Regions from separate parts of the Mus musculus genome. Here regions 2 and 3 are each linked to region 1. Evidence: chromatin contacts called from public Hi-C and HiChIP or PLAC-seq data. All regions are on one chromosome and are shown on one strand. Each heading gives the region's core, a stretch centred on a gene start, on an enhancer-like site or on the middle of the called end of the contact. The rest is flanking DNA. Distances are from core to core; before and after follow the strand shown. Region 1 has its middle 12 kb from the start of Gm38926. Region 2 holds the start of Etfrf1 (electron transfer flavoprotein regulatory factor 1). Region 3 overlaps Gm38475 (a long non-coding RNA gene).

What was found. HiChIP or PLAC-seq counts read pairs in DNA pulled down with a chosen protein or histone mark. A called contact is a pair of places that touch in the nucleus more often than the background predicts.
Region 2: a Hi-C map of bone marrow-derived macrophages shows a contact between it and region 1, with 32 read pairs. The contact joins the promoter of Etfrf1 here to the enhancer-like site in region 1. A contact is called at or near these places in 21 of 39 promoter capture datasets (the 3T3-L1 cell line, 3T3-L1-derived adipocytes, the C10 cell line and 14 more), 6 of 484 Hi-C or Micro-C datasets (bone marrow-derived macrophages, differentiating embryonic stem cells and embryonic stem cells), 11 of 115 datasets of contacts at active chromatin or transcription factors (the 230-238 cell line, the HPC-7 cell line, acute myeloid leukemia and 5 more) and 2 of 9 other capture datasets (adipose tissue and liver).
Region 3: a contact with region 1 is called in a CTCF HiChIP or PLAC-seq map of the NIH/3T3 cell line, with 7 read pairs. The contact joins two enhancer-like sites. A contact is called at or near these places in 2 of 39 promoter capture datasets (liver and pre-B cells), 1 of 15 datasets of contacts at CTCF or cohesin (the NIH/3T3 cell line), 5 of 484 Hi-C or Micro-C datasets (cranial neural crest, liver, myocytes and 2 more), 1 of 115 datasets of contacts at active chromatin or transcription factors (T-cell acute lymphoblastic leukemia) and 1 of 9 other capture datasets (embryonic stem cells).

The regions. Positions count from the first base shown.
Region 1 is chr6:145,358,436-145,362,071 of GRCm38.p6, reverse strand. No RefSeq gene overlaps it. Among named protein-coding and RNA genes, the nearest start is that of Gm38926, 12 kb to the right of the region's middle. Within about 2 kb of position 1,616, at least 46 of the 459 cell types and tissues checked have an H3K27ac peak or open chromatin away from gene starts, as enhancers often do. A contact at or near this core is called in the HPC-7 cell line, the NIH/3T3 cell line, adipose tissue and 4 more, where this site is marked.
Region 2 is chr6:145,209,127-145,212,816 of GRCm38.p6, reverse strand. It overlaps Etfrf1 (electron transfer flavoprotein regulatory factor 1), which reads right to left and starts at 1,670. Exons shown (of 3, transcript NM_133688.3): 1 at 1,565-1,670. It overlaps Casc1 (cancer susceptibility candidate 1), which reads left to right and starts at 1,847. Exons shown (of 16, transcript NM_177222.4): 1 at 1,847-2,010. The coding sequence starts at 2,008.
Region 3 is chr6:145,563,395-145,567,012 of GRCm38.p6, reverse strand. The region is part of intron 1 of Gm38475 (a long non-coding RNA gene); the gene reads left to right. Among named protein-coding and RNA genes, the nearest start is that of Gm38475, 49 kb to the left of the region's middle. Within about 2 kb of position 2,107, at least 36 of the 459 cell types and tissues checked have an H3K27ac peak or open chromatin away from gene starts, as enhancers often do. A contact at or near this core is called in the NIH/3T3 cell line, where this site is marked.

The sequences.
Region 1 (3,636 bases), core at 367-2,866:
CAAATATTAGCCTATTTAATGCCATCTTGCCATCCTCAGCTGAGAGGAGGGATCTGGCTAACAGGTGGTTGGAGGAACACACAGCCTCGTGGAGACTTGGGATTGGCTCCAGTGCCATCGTGTAGGGGAAGCTAATGGCATCCTGGTTACTAGATAGGCTGCAGCTAAGTCCTGGAAGGCCTTGGCAACTTGGACTTTACAGTTGCAGGTCCAGTAGCAACTTGAGAAAGTAATCCACTGGAGGAGATTGTGGTGGCAGAGATGGCAATCCGGGCATACAGGAAAAGATGCCCTGGGGTAGCAGAAGCAGCCGCTGCTAAGTTTTGCCCTGAACCACCGTGAGTGGTGAGCTGTTGTTGCGGTGTATTGCAAAGCTGGAGTTCCAGACGACACCACTGCTCACTCACAGGGCGCTCATTTTGCCTGTAGTGGAAAGGCAGCGAGAGGAGTTGTGAGTCGGGCACGAGATCTAAGGGACTCAGAACTCCAGGGCCATGTGAGTTTGCTGCAGAGCAAGTGTGAGGGACAATGACAGCCCTGATTGGGGGAGGGGGCCTGGATGGATGCTGACTCTGCAGTTTCCTGTGGCTTCTGTGTCCCTACCTAATGTCATAGCTTCACCTGCCAACCTGACACAAACTTAGAGAGGCTGGGGGAAGGGAGCTTCAGTTGAGAAATCGCCTCCATCAGATTGGCCTGTGGGAGTGTTTGCAGGGCATTTTCTTGATTGCTAGTTGTTGGAGGAAGGCCCCGCCCACTGTGGGCGGCACCATCTCTAGGCAGGCAGTCCATCCAGGTCAGAAAGGTAGCTGAATGTGAGCCAGTGAGCAGCCAGTGGCAGCGCTCCTGCATGGCCTCCGCTTCAGCTCCAGCCTCAGGTTGACTTAGTCAGGGTGCTATCGCAGTAACAGAAAGTAACGTAGGAAATCTAGTAAGCACCAGCACTTCCACTGTTCTGGAAGATTCTACAGAAGTCGTTCCCTACCTGTGGCCGATAGACCAACCAGCAGTCTCCCTCCAGTCCTCAGGCCAATTCCTAGAACTAAATCCAAGCAGAACCTGTGTGAGCCTGTGTTAGAGCCTGCTACGGGGCTAATGTGTGAGCCTGAAGGATGGTGACACGGCCCAGCATTCACTGAAAGGAGGCAGAGATTGCCCCTGGAGTCATCGTTGAGGTTTTCCTCAAAAGCATGAAGCTTATGGCTAGACAGCAGCTTTGGATGCGCCCTCAGAATGCAGACACGCTTGCCACCTCTGTAACCTCTAAATGGAGACATGGAATGTGCTTTCCTGTGCATGTGTGTGCGTGCAGAATATGTATATATGGTACACGGGAAATAAATAGCTTAAGCTAGATACCAGAAAGATCCCTCGCTGCTCTGGGGTCTGGAAGCAAATGACAGGAAAGTGTGATTGGGAAAGTAAAATTGTTTAACCGGCTCAGAAATTAAAACAAAACAAAACAAAACAAACAAACAAACAAAAAAAAAAAACCAACTAAGGCGTTTCCAAGTGCGGGAAACATTCCAAACAGGATGTACAGGAGTGTGCGAGGTGCCTGGGGAAAGGAAGCATTTGGGAGAAATTGGAACTACATTTTACAATGATTTATTTATTTTGTTAATGGAGTACACTCAAGGTTTGTATGTATCTGAGGTGAGTGGAAACACAAGTCCATATAAACTGTAAGTAGAGTAGCTTTTAAATTTCCGTTTTTATTTACTGACGGAAAGGAAGTAATTTAAAGTTATTTAAAACACACACAACAAAGAAACACTAGACAATTTTCTGCTTCCTTCCTGTTGATCTCACTGCCAACAGTGCCCTCTAGTGGTGAACTGAGAAGACGTTGGTGGAGGAGGGAAAAAACATTACCGGAATTTTCATGAAAACGTAAACTTTTACAATTCCACTTGGTAACTGAATGCTATATTTGGCAAGAAAAAAAATGAATCTTTGCAGAGGTTCACAGCAGATAGCTTAAGACGTGGGCGTTTCAACGTCAGCTTTCCTTAGTGGCTCTCCTGAGTGCATGCCCATCTGTGCGTGTAAATGCCCTCGAGGCTGCCTTTGGGGCGAGTCTGGGCCACAGCTTCTATTGTGTACCTTAAAACGAACAGAATCCACTTTTATGAGGGATACAATCGTTCTCCCCGAACTTGTGCTTCAACCTTAATCACTTCCAAGAACAACACAGTGTTCTTGCAGGATCTCACCTGGCCCCAACTCATCGAACAAACCAAGCCCCATTTTCTTAGAATGATTCAGACGCTCCCCTCCCCCGACCCCCACCCCCGCAAAAAGCAGTCATCACAACAGGCTACAGCCCGGGTTACAGAATGAAGTCGCGCTAACCCTGGCTCTGCCTAGAGCTTCTAGAGCAGCTACTTCTGAAATAAAGATGGGAGGTGGCTTCCCGGGCGCCACTCTAACGCCAGGCAACCGCTGGGCCATGAGCTCTGAGGCTTCAGCTCTGAACATGGTTCTCTGCCCTAAGCCCCTGGTCCAAAGATCCAAAGCACAGTACTTGTCTGTTTTAGGAGATGTTGGTACATACAGGCTGTTTTATGAGCATTCTGACATTCCGACTGTACCCCCTTTGATGTCTTCAATAGCACCCTTTGTCATAAGTGCCCAAAACGTGTCACTCACTGGCTGTCATGTTGGACAGAATTGGACACTCTTTCACTACAGGGGGACATCCTTGGTCTAGAATCATCTTCAAGCCCTGGCCCTAAAGAAACTCCTGAAAATTGTACTTTATAGGAGCAAAAGTTATTAAGCAACACACCGTCTAGCAATCAAAGAGAATGTCCTTAGTGCTTGGACAGACAGGTTCCACTCACATTCTAGACCGATACCCTAAGAAGAACGCATTCTTTATGAGGCATTTTTGCCAAAACACATAAACTGAATCTAACCATGAGGAAACTTCTGACACGAAGTGAAAGAGAGTCTGCAAAATAATTGGCTTGTCCTTTCCAAAATGCCAAGGTCATCAAAGAGAAAGGAAGGCTAGAGTTGAACCACAGGAGGGGAGACTCGAGAGACATGACAGTTAAATGAATCACAAGATCCTAAGTTAGGTCTAAACCACGGAAGGCATTAGCTACAGCCCAAAGTCCTGATTAGAGGGACACAAGAATCATGTTTCTTGTTTGCTCACCATGGTGTGACCAGATCAGAAAAGGTCTAGGGCTGAAAAGATGGTTCCGCCATTAAGACTGGTCGCTGCTCTTCCAGGGGACCTGAGTTTGGTTCCTGGCACCAACTTTGTGTGGCTCACAACTGCCTGTAACTCCTAATCCAGAGAATCCCATGCCTTCTGACTCCAGGTGGTTCTCTCTCTCTCTCTCCCTCTCTCTCTCCCTCTCTCTCTCTCTCTCTCTCTCTCTCTGTGTGTGTGTGTGTGTGCCTGTCTGTCTCTCTGTCGCTGTCTGTCTGTCTCTGTCGGTCTGTCTGTCTGTCTGTCTCTCGCTCTGTCTCTGTGTGTGTGTGTGTGTGTGTGTATGTATGTGTGTGCCTGTCTGTCTCTCTGTCGCTGTCTGTCTCTGTCAGTCTGTCTGTCTGTCTCTTTCTCTCTGTCTGTCTGTCTCTCTCTCTCTCTCTCTGTCTCTCTGTGTGTGTGTGTGTTTG
Region 2 (3,690 bases), core at 421-2,920, 150 kb after region 1:
TTTATTTTTGCTGCTGGGAAAAACCTTTAGTTTGCAAACTAGAAAACAACTTAATTGCTGCAGAGACCTGCATGGAGTCCTGGAAGTTATCAAAGTTGGATGAGTGCATGGCTCAAAGTCACGGGCTATTCCAGGAACATGGATATGTGCAAGGAGGAGCTGTAAGTCCTTTCTCCCTGGGGACTTTGAGTAAAGGAATGATGGCGTTGTCATTTTAGTAGGACACTATTATTTCTAATAGGGGCTTGATGCCCAATGATGTTATTCTGCCCCATGATGTTCAAGTGACCAAAAAAAAAAAAAAAAAAGCTGAAGGAAATGGAGACGGCAGTGTATTGTTTCAGTGGTCTAGTGAACTAGACTCAGTATTCCTTCAGACTGTACTGGAAAACTGTCCTGTCAGATTTCCCCATACCAGAGGTTGTGCGACCATACGCCTTTAGATGGTACAGGTACATGACAGGAGAGAGGGGCTAGTACAACCCGTGTCAAGATGAAGAGATGCCAGAAAGCAGCCCTCTTATTACTCACAAATCCTGCCCAGGGACTAGAGGACATCAAAACTCAAAAAAGCATGCACAGAGTCTTGAACCATGGGATCTAACACATCTCTACTATTAGTTTTCCTCTTAGGAGAGAAGTTGATAATGACACAGTGATTTTGAGTAAGGCCATTTCTCCTGAGTCACCATGTTAATTACTGTACTTCCACACCACTTCCTAGTTTAGTCTGAGGTTTTCTGTCACTAAACACTAGTAGTTGCTTTGTTGAATAATTCAAAACAAAGGCTACCTTCCATACCTCAACAGCTAAGATAAAACAAATTTGAATTTATATGCAGTAGGTGTTAAGTTTTTATCTCATTACCAAGGTTCGGAGGGCAGTAAGGTCTTAAGTGTTGTGCAACCAATGACCTTAACCCACAAAAACTAGCTGTCAGTCCTACTGAACAGAACATTTAGTTTATGTAAGGGACAGAGCATTAGTACTCTATCTTGGGTTAGACGGGCCGTAAGCTGGGGTTGGGTTAAAGAACTGTCTCCATTCCTCTACGTCTCAAGTGCCTTTTCTTATGGAGAAGGGCTGAAATTCTGCAGGCTGCCACAACAGTACAGCGCTCCGTGACCTTGGGACAACAATGGCTTACTGGTTCTTAGAAGTCACGTTAAACTAGTGTGTGAGCAGCTCTTGAGAAGGGCGAATGCTTTGCATAGAAACTAAACTCCCACGATCAGTGAAGAATCTGTACTACTTTAATATCAAGGTAGCGACCCTCTTGGAGCTCGCCTTTGTGGCCAGATGACTCCCTGGGGGACCCGCCCGGAACCTATGGCTTCACCTAGTCGTGAGCTGGCGCCATTCCCCAGATCCCCCGGGAAGGGCTCGTCCAGACGCAAAAGAAGCGAGGAAGAAACCTTTTTACAAGGCTGGCCGTGGCGGGCCTCGGCTATAACCCCAGCTCTCAGGAGGAAGCTGAGGGATGCCCGCGAGTTCCAGGTCAGCCTGCGTTTCAGTGTGAGACGCAGCTCTCCCCACGCCCGGAAGCCCTCGCCTAAGGCATACTTCACCACCAGCAGGTCTGGGGTCCAGACGACAGCTTGCTCAGACCGCCTCACTCCAGCGCTTTGCGGCACCACGGCCGTAAATGCTCCGACCGTCTGCCGGAAGTGGGCGGAGCTGAGAGGCGGGGGTGGGCTCAGGGCGGGACTACAGGCAGCAGTGTATGGGACTCGAGGCCGCTTTCTTTGCTGGGGCGGGGCATCAGGCGGAAATGGGCGGGATTAGGTAAAAGCCGCGATGTGGGCGTACCTTATGTGGGAAGTGTGGCTTGTGTAACCAGTCTACGACTTGGGCAGTACTCACCGGAAGACTACAGTGCGATTGCGCAGGTTGTCCTTCGCAAAACACTGGGAGTTGTGAGTGGGCGTGGCCTGTCGTCTTGACAACCGTGAGCGTTCCTGCTCTGCAGAGTTCACTTATCCCTAAGCAAAGTTCCTGCTTCTGTCATGGTAAGCCAGGAAAGTGAGGGAGACAGGAAAGGGGCAAGTGCGGATTCCACTTCAGCGCTGTCGAGGGAGGGCAGGCAGACAGGGGCAGTGCGATCCAGAGGTGGCGAGATCCAGATCTTTGCAGTGACTAAACTTTACTAGCTTCCGGTGATGTACATTCCCACTTTGGCTCTGACTGCCTTGTCAGAAAAGTTTTCATTCCAACGCAGAACAATATGGAGCAAATTTCGTGTGTTGTTTCCCATTCTCCATCAAGAGATCATCAATTATCACACTCGTTGAGGGGAGATTCAGAGTGCATTATTTGTGTTTGCTGGCTGGAAGCCAGAGACACACAAAGGAGAATATTACAGCCCTCCGGCTCTGTCAGTTAAGCAGAATATCAGACACAAGCTTTACCAAGGTAACAGCTGGTGTATCTAAAGCGGAGTAATCAAGCTATTAAGGGTAGGAGAGAAGAAAAGATTGGTGCTTTTCAGTCTCTTTTAAGATATAAGTATGTATTTTCTGTAAGTGGTGGGAAGAAATGGGTAGTGAAGGCCTCCCCTGGCAAGACCCCCAATGGGTCATCAGCCAAGTTAAGACTGCTGGCAAATTACAAGAACAAGCACGTATTTGCTACATCGAAAGGTGGATTTAATTTCTTTTTCCTATCTACATAGCACTGTTTCTCAAAGACTTCCAAGCCATTTGGGGGAATATTTAAAATGTAGATTCCAGGAGGTTGCAGCTTCAAACCTAACTGTATCATGGGGCTTCCAGGAAACAAAGTACCATAAACATGTTTGCTTAAACAGTAGAAACTGCTTACCTCACCATTCTGGAGACTGAACATCTGGGGTCAGGGTGTCAGCATGGGGGCAGGGATTTATTCAGATCTCTCTTCTACTTCTAAATAGTTCTTTAGTGTGTAGCAGTGTAAACTCATTTTTTTCATACGATGCTTATTTTCTTCATGAGGGTCTGTATCCAAGATTCCTCTTTGTAACCTGTACCAGCCATATTGAGCCAGAGGCCTGTCCAGTTCCAGTATCAGCTCTTCTTAATTGGGTGAAATAATTACAGACCCTTTTCATAAGCAGGTCAAACGCTAACACACAAGAAGTTAAGATTTTAGTATATGAATTTGAAAATGCATAATTCAACCCCACAATCTAAGGAAGTATACAATTCAGGAAGGGAAGCAACTATACTGTAAGTCCAAGAGGACAAATTTCTCAAAAAGCTTGTCAGGAAGTCCTTTGCCACTTGAACGTTGAAAAGTTTTACTACTGATGGCTCTTATGTTTATGTGAAGGATAAAGATAGGACTTTCCCCACACCTGTTTCATGTTAGAAATACTAGTGAGGGATAAAAATGTGCCCATCATCTTTAGGATATGCTCTTTGAGGAGGATATTTACATAGCCTACCATACAGTATTTGTTTCAAGATGGAAATATGTTAACAATGTGTCAGGGAATACTACAGCCAGGATAAAAATTATTTGTAAAAATCACATGAGAGCAAAGCCTCCCTCGTTGCTCTCTCCCTGATGAATATTTATGGAGAGAATTTCTGAAATGTGTGCACCTTGCAGGAAGATGTCGTCTAAATCTCATTTACTGTGTGCCAAATTTGGCACTGGCATTTTAGAATGATGTTCCCATGGCTCGAACCAGCCCTTCCTATGTGCAGCTC
Region 3 (3,618 bases), core at 858-3,357, 200 kb before region 1:
TAAATAACTCAGAGAAGTCACCCTGGCAACAGGAGGTAAGAAAGAACTTGAAGCCAGGAGCTTACACCAGACTCCTCCCAGTTACACAGCTTCCAGGAGTGGCCATGATGCCAAACAGAGGCAGGCTCCTGTTCTTTCACAAAGTGCAGAATGCAGCATACAGAAGCTAGTGCTCATTTAGGATGCATGTGTGACCCTCGACACCAGTGATTCTTCCTCAGCATCACAGCATGTGTTCCAACCGTGGGAGTGCTGGTTCAGCCTATTCATGTCCTGTTTCCAACATCATTCACTGATGGTGGACAGATGTGGAACTGGGGCCCTGAGTTAGAGTCAAAGTCAAACAGATTCAAAACAGCATGGCTCAGCATGAAGAGGTGGACTCTGGAGTTACCACAATTGAAGTAATAAAAGCCTTGTTCTGCAGCTCCCTGGTTGAACCCTGGCGACTTCACTCCCTGGCCTGTAGCCTGCTTGCTTATATTTGAGATAGCAATGCCTTCTGCATAGGGCTGTTCGGAGCATACGATTGACCCTTACCGGGTCTTAAGAGTAGCCGGGCAGTGGTGGCGCACACCTTTACGAAATCCAAAGACACTGGTTCTTATTGTTCTATCAGTGAACAGCAACTTCTTGTGCATAGCAGCTCTTCCTGCACTCTCAGAGGTTGGTTAGTCCTGCGGCCCCGCCCCCTTGTCTAGAGGCCCCGCCCCCTTGTCTATGGACTGGATCCTTCTCTATTTCCCTTTCTCCTCTTGAGTGTGAACGGGTATTACACGTCACTTCAGTCCTTGCAATGTTTTCTAAACGTCTCCTGCCTTTTCCTGTGGCCCATACAATCCTGTCTGTACACAGAGGCCAGAGTGATTGGTCTCATGATTGAGTGGGTGTACATCAAGCTGAGGTGTCAAGCACACTCATTATTGATCTCCATCCTTACCTGACAAGGTATGTGCGTTTTGTGGTAAAGACATTGGATGTGACCTCATAGCAAATTTCAAGTTATCAATCTAATATCTTCGACTCTGTTGACCATGTTCATATCTGACCCCAGAGTTACACCTCAGAAGACTTGCTAGCGCTCACCCCATCTGCTTGTGAGTAATTCCTTAAAGATGCCCCGTTTGGCTAGGCTCCCATGTTGTCTGTCATCTGCCTTATTTCACTTAGCACAATGTCCTCCTGGTTTACCCATCTGGTCATAAATGGCACATTCCCATATTCCCCATGGCTGAATCATATCTCATTGGCTTTATTCATCCAGCCATCACAGAATACATTGTTCTTTTTATATGCGCTCACTTGTGAATTGCACTGCAATTCATGTGAGCTACAGGCACCTCCTTGCTAGCCTGACTTCATTTCCTTTACTGGAAATTATAGTCCAATTTTAAAAAGATAATCTGTACTACTTTTCATGATGAATGTACCAATTATATATTATATGTACATGTATAATATAATATATATAATATATATATTAATATATATTTATATATAATTTAAATATAGATCAGATCATGAATTGTCTTGATTAAACATAGTAACATCTTTAAGCCTTATTTAACTATCTCTCAAGCCCTTCCCTCAGTAGGAATCCTGTGTGTCCAGGACAGTCCTCACTTACACCATTATTTTGCTCTTATTATAAACAGCCCATATTTCACTTTCAAAGGATCTAAGAGCTGACAAGTTTTGTAATCATCCTAGAGTGGTTGGATCCTAATTTAATTACAATCCAGAACCTTAACCATGAAGTTTGAATCAATGTGGTTATAACTTGATTCTGATTTAGCTTAGCTTTGAGCTGCATTTAAAAATAGTCCAAGTTCCTTGTGTATTGGAAGCCTTTCAAACTCCATAGTAATGACCTTTGCTGGGCTTCCTAGAGCCCAGCACTCTTCCAAGTGTGGTACCTGCCAGAGATGAGCCAAAGCCCAGGGGCTGCAGCTCAGTGTCTGTCTCTGACTTGTACACAGCCACCTTCCCCTCCAAGAGGGATCATGCCTTAGTGCCACCATGCCTGCCTCCAGTGCCTTACACAGGATGGCTCAGGGAATATTGCTGAGCCTCATGAGTAAGACTTGTAACGTGATAGCCTTGTGAGTAAGCGGCCCAGTAATGTTAATCACAACCACGTTTTGTTTCTGTAACCAGACAACTCCACGCATGTGTACCCACTTACTTGTCAGGCAGAGCTCTCATTGTGGTACCTAACTATAATGCCAGCCCTCTGGACACAGAAGGATCACTTTGAGTTTGAAGCCAGCCTGGGCTGTATAATAATATGACCTTGTTTCATAGCCAGACAAAGCAAAATAAAGCAAAAACCAAAAATACAAAGAAAGGATGGAAGGAAGGAGGAGGAGGAGGAGGAAGGAGAAGAGGAGGAAGAGGAGGAGGAGGAAGAGGAGAGAGAGAGAGAGAGATATAAAGAAATGAGCAAAACAAAAAGAGTGAAATGACCAAACCTAGCACCTTGTTTCCAGAGTTTCGGGAGGGTTGAGTCCCAGCTGGGGCTGCCCCAGTCTGGACGGGAAGTATTCCTGTAGCCGACGGTAGATCCTACGTAAGATTCTTGGCTAGTTCTTGGAGTGTCTTTCTACAGGTCAGTCAGAATATAGGCAGTTCTATATCATGGGAAGTAAGGGTTGGCGGGAGGGTGGTTGTAGATAAAAGCAAAGCCTGAGCTAACAGCTCCCCCCCCCCAGGTTGCCCACTATCAGTGATGGGCATAGATAATATGGCTGCCTTCAATTATATTACTTGAGCTAAGAAAGTATCCTCTTACTCCCGTAACTCATCTTCTGTGGGATCCCACAGCCTTCAGTACAAACATTTCTCTCATGTTATAGAACACCTGCCTAGCTACTCATCTCATCTGTCAGTGGTAAAGTCCTTTAGCAATACCATGCCTTTGTCAATGGCACACTGGCGTACAGGTGTCAGCTGAGCCAGTCTGACTTGTTGCATTGTTGCTGTTTCCTCCCCCATTGAAACATGCCATCCTGAAGGGAAGGGATACAACATACTAGGCTCATAAAAGCAACAAGAAACTCAGAAGCCTCACCAGCCCCGCTGAGGAGACTCTTCGGCGGAGCTGCCTGCAGGCTGGGCAGGGAGCTCCAGAGATACACTTTCTATGAGTTGTCACGTATTCTGATCTGTGGGGCTCTCCAGTGCCACAGCTGCCATTGAGTGACTCATGCTCTTGTAAGTAATCCAGAGAAGTTGACTGCTTCACCAGGGCAGACCTGGGTGTGATTGTTCCTTTGGTTCATCATTGCCCTCACTATCTGACCCCAGGGCAGGTCACACAGCACTTGTCTTGGTTGTGATAAAATGAGGGAGAGAAGTACAAAGGAGGACAGTTGTAACTTTAAATTTTTCAAAGCCTATTTTTAATGATGGTTCTTAAATGCTTTAACCTCCCTTCTAGCCCACCACCCACCAGAGGTAATGGAAAAGAAAGGATATGGAGGGAAGTGGACCTGTTTAGAAATGGTTCTTTAGAGCAACTCCCTTCTGTGTTGTCTGGGCAGCTCAACCCTCTTGTAAGCACTTCACAGACGCACCAGTAGTCCAGTTCAATAGAGCTGGGATAGCAAACATGATCAG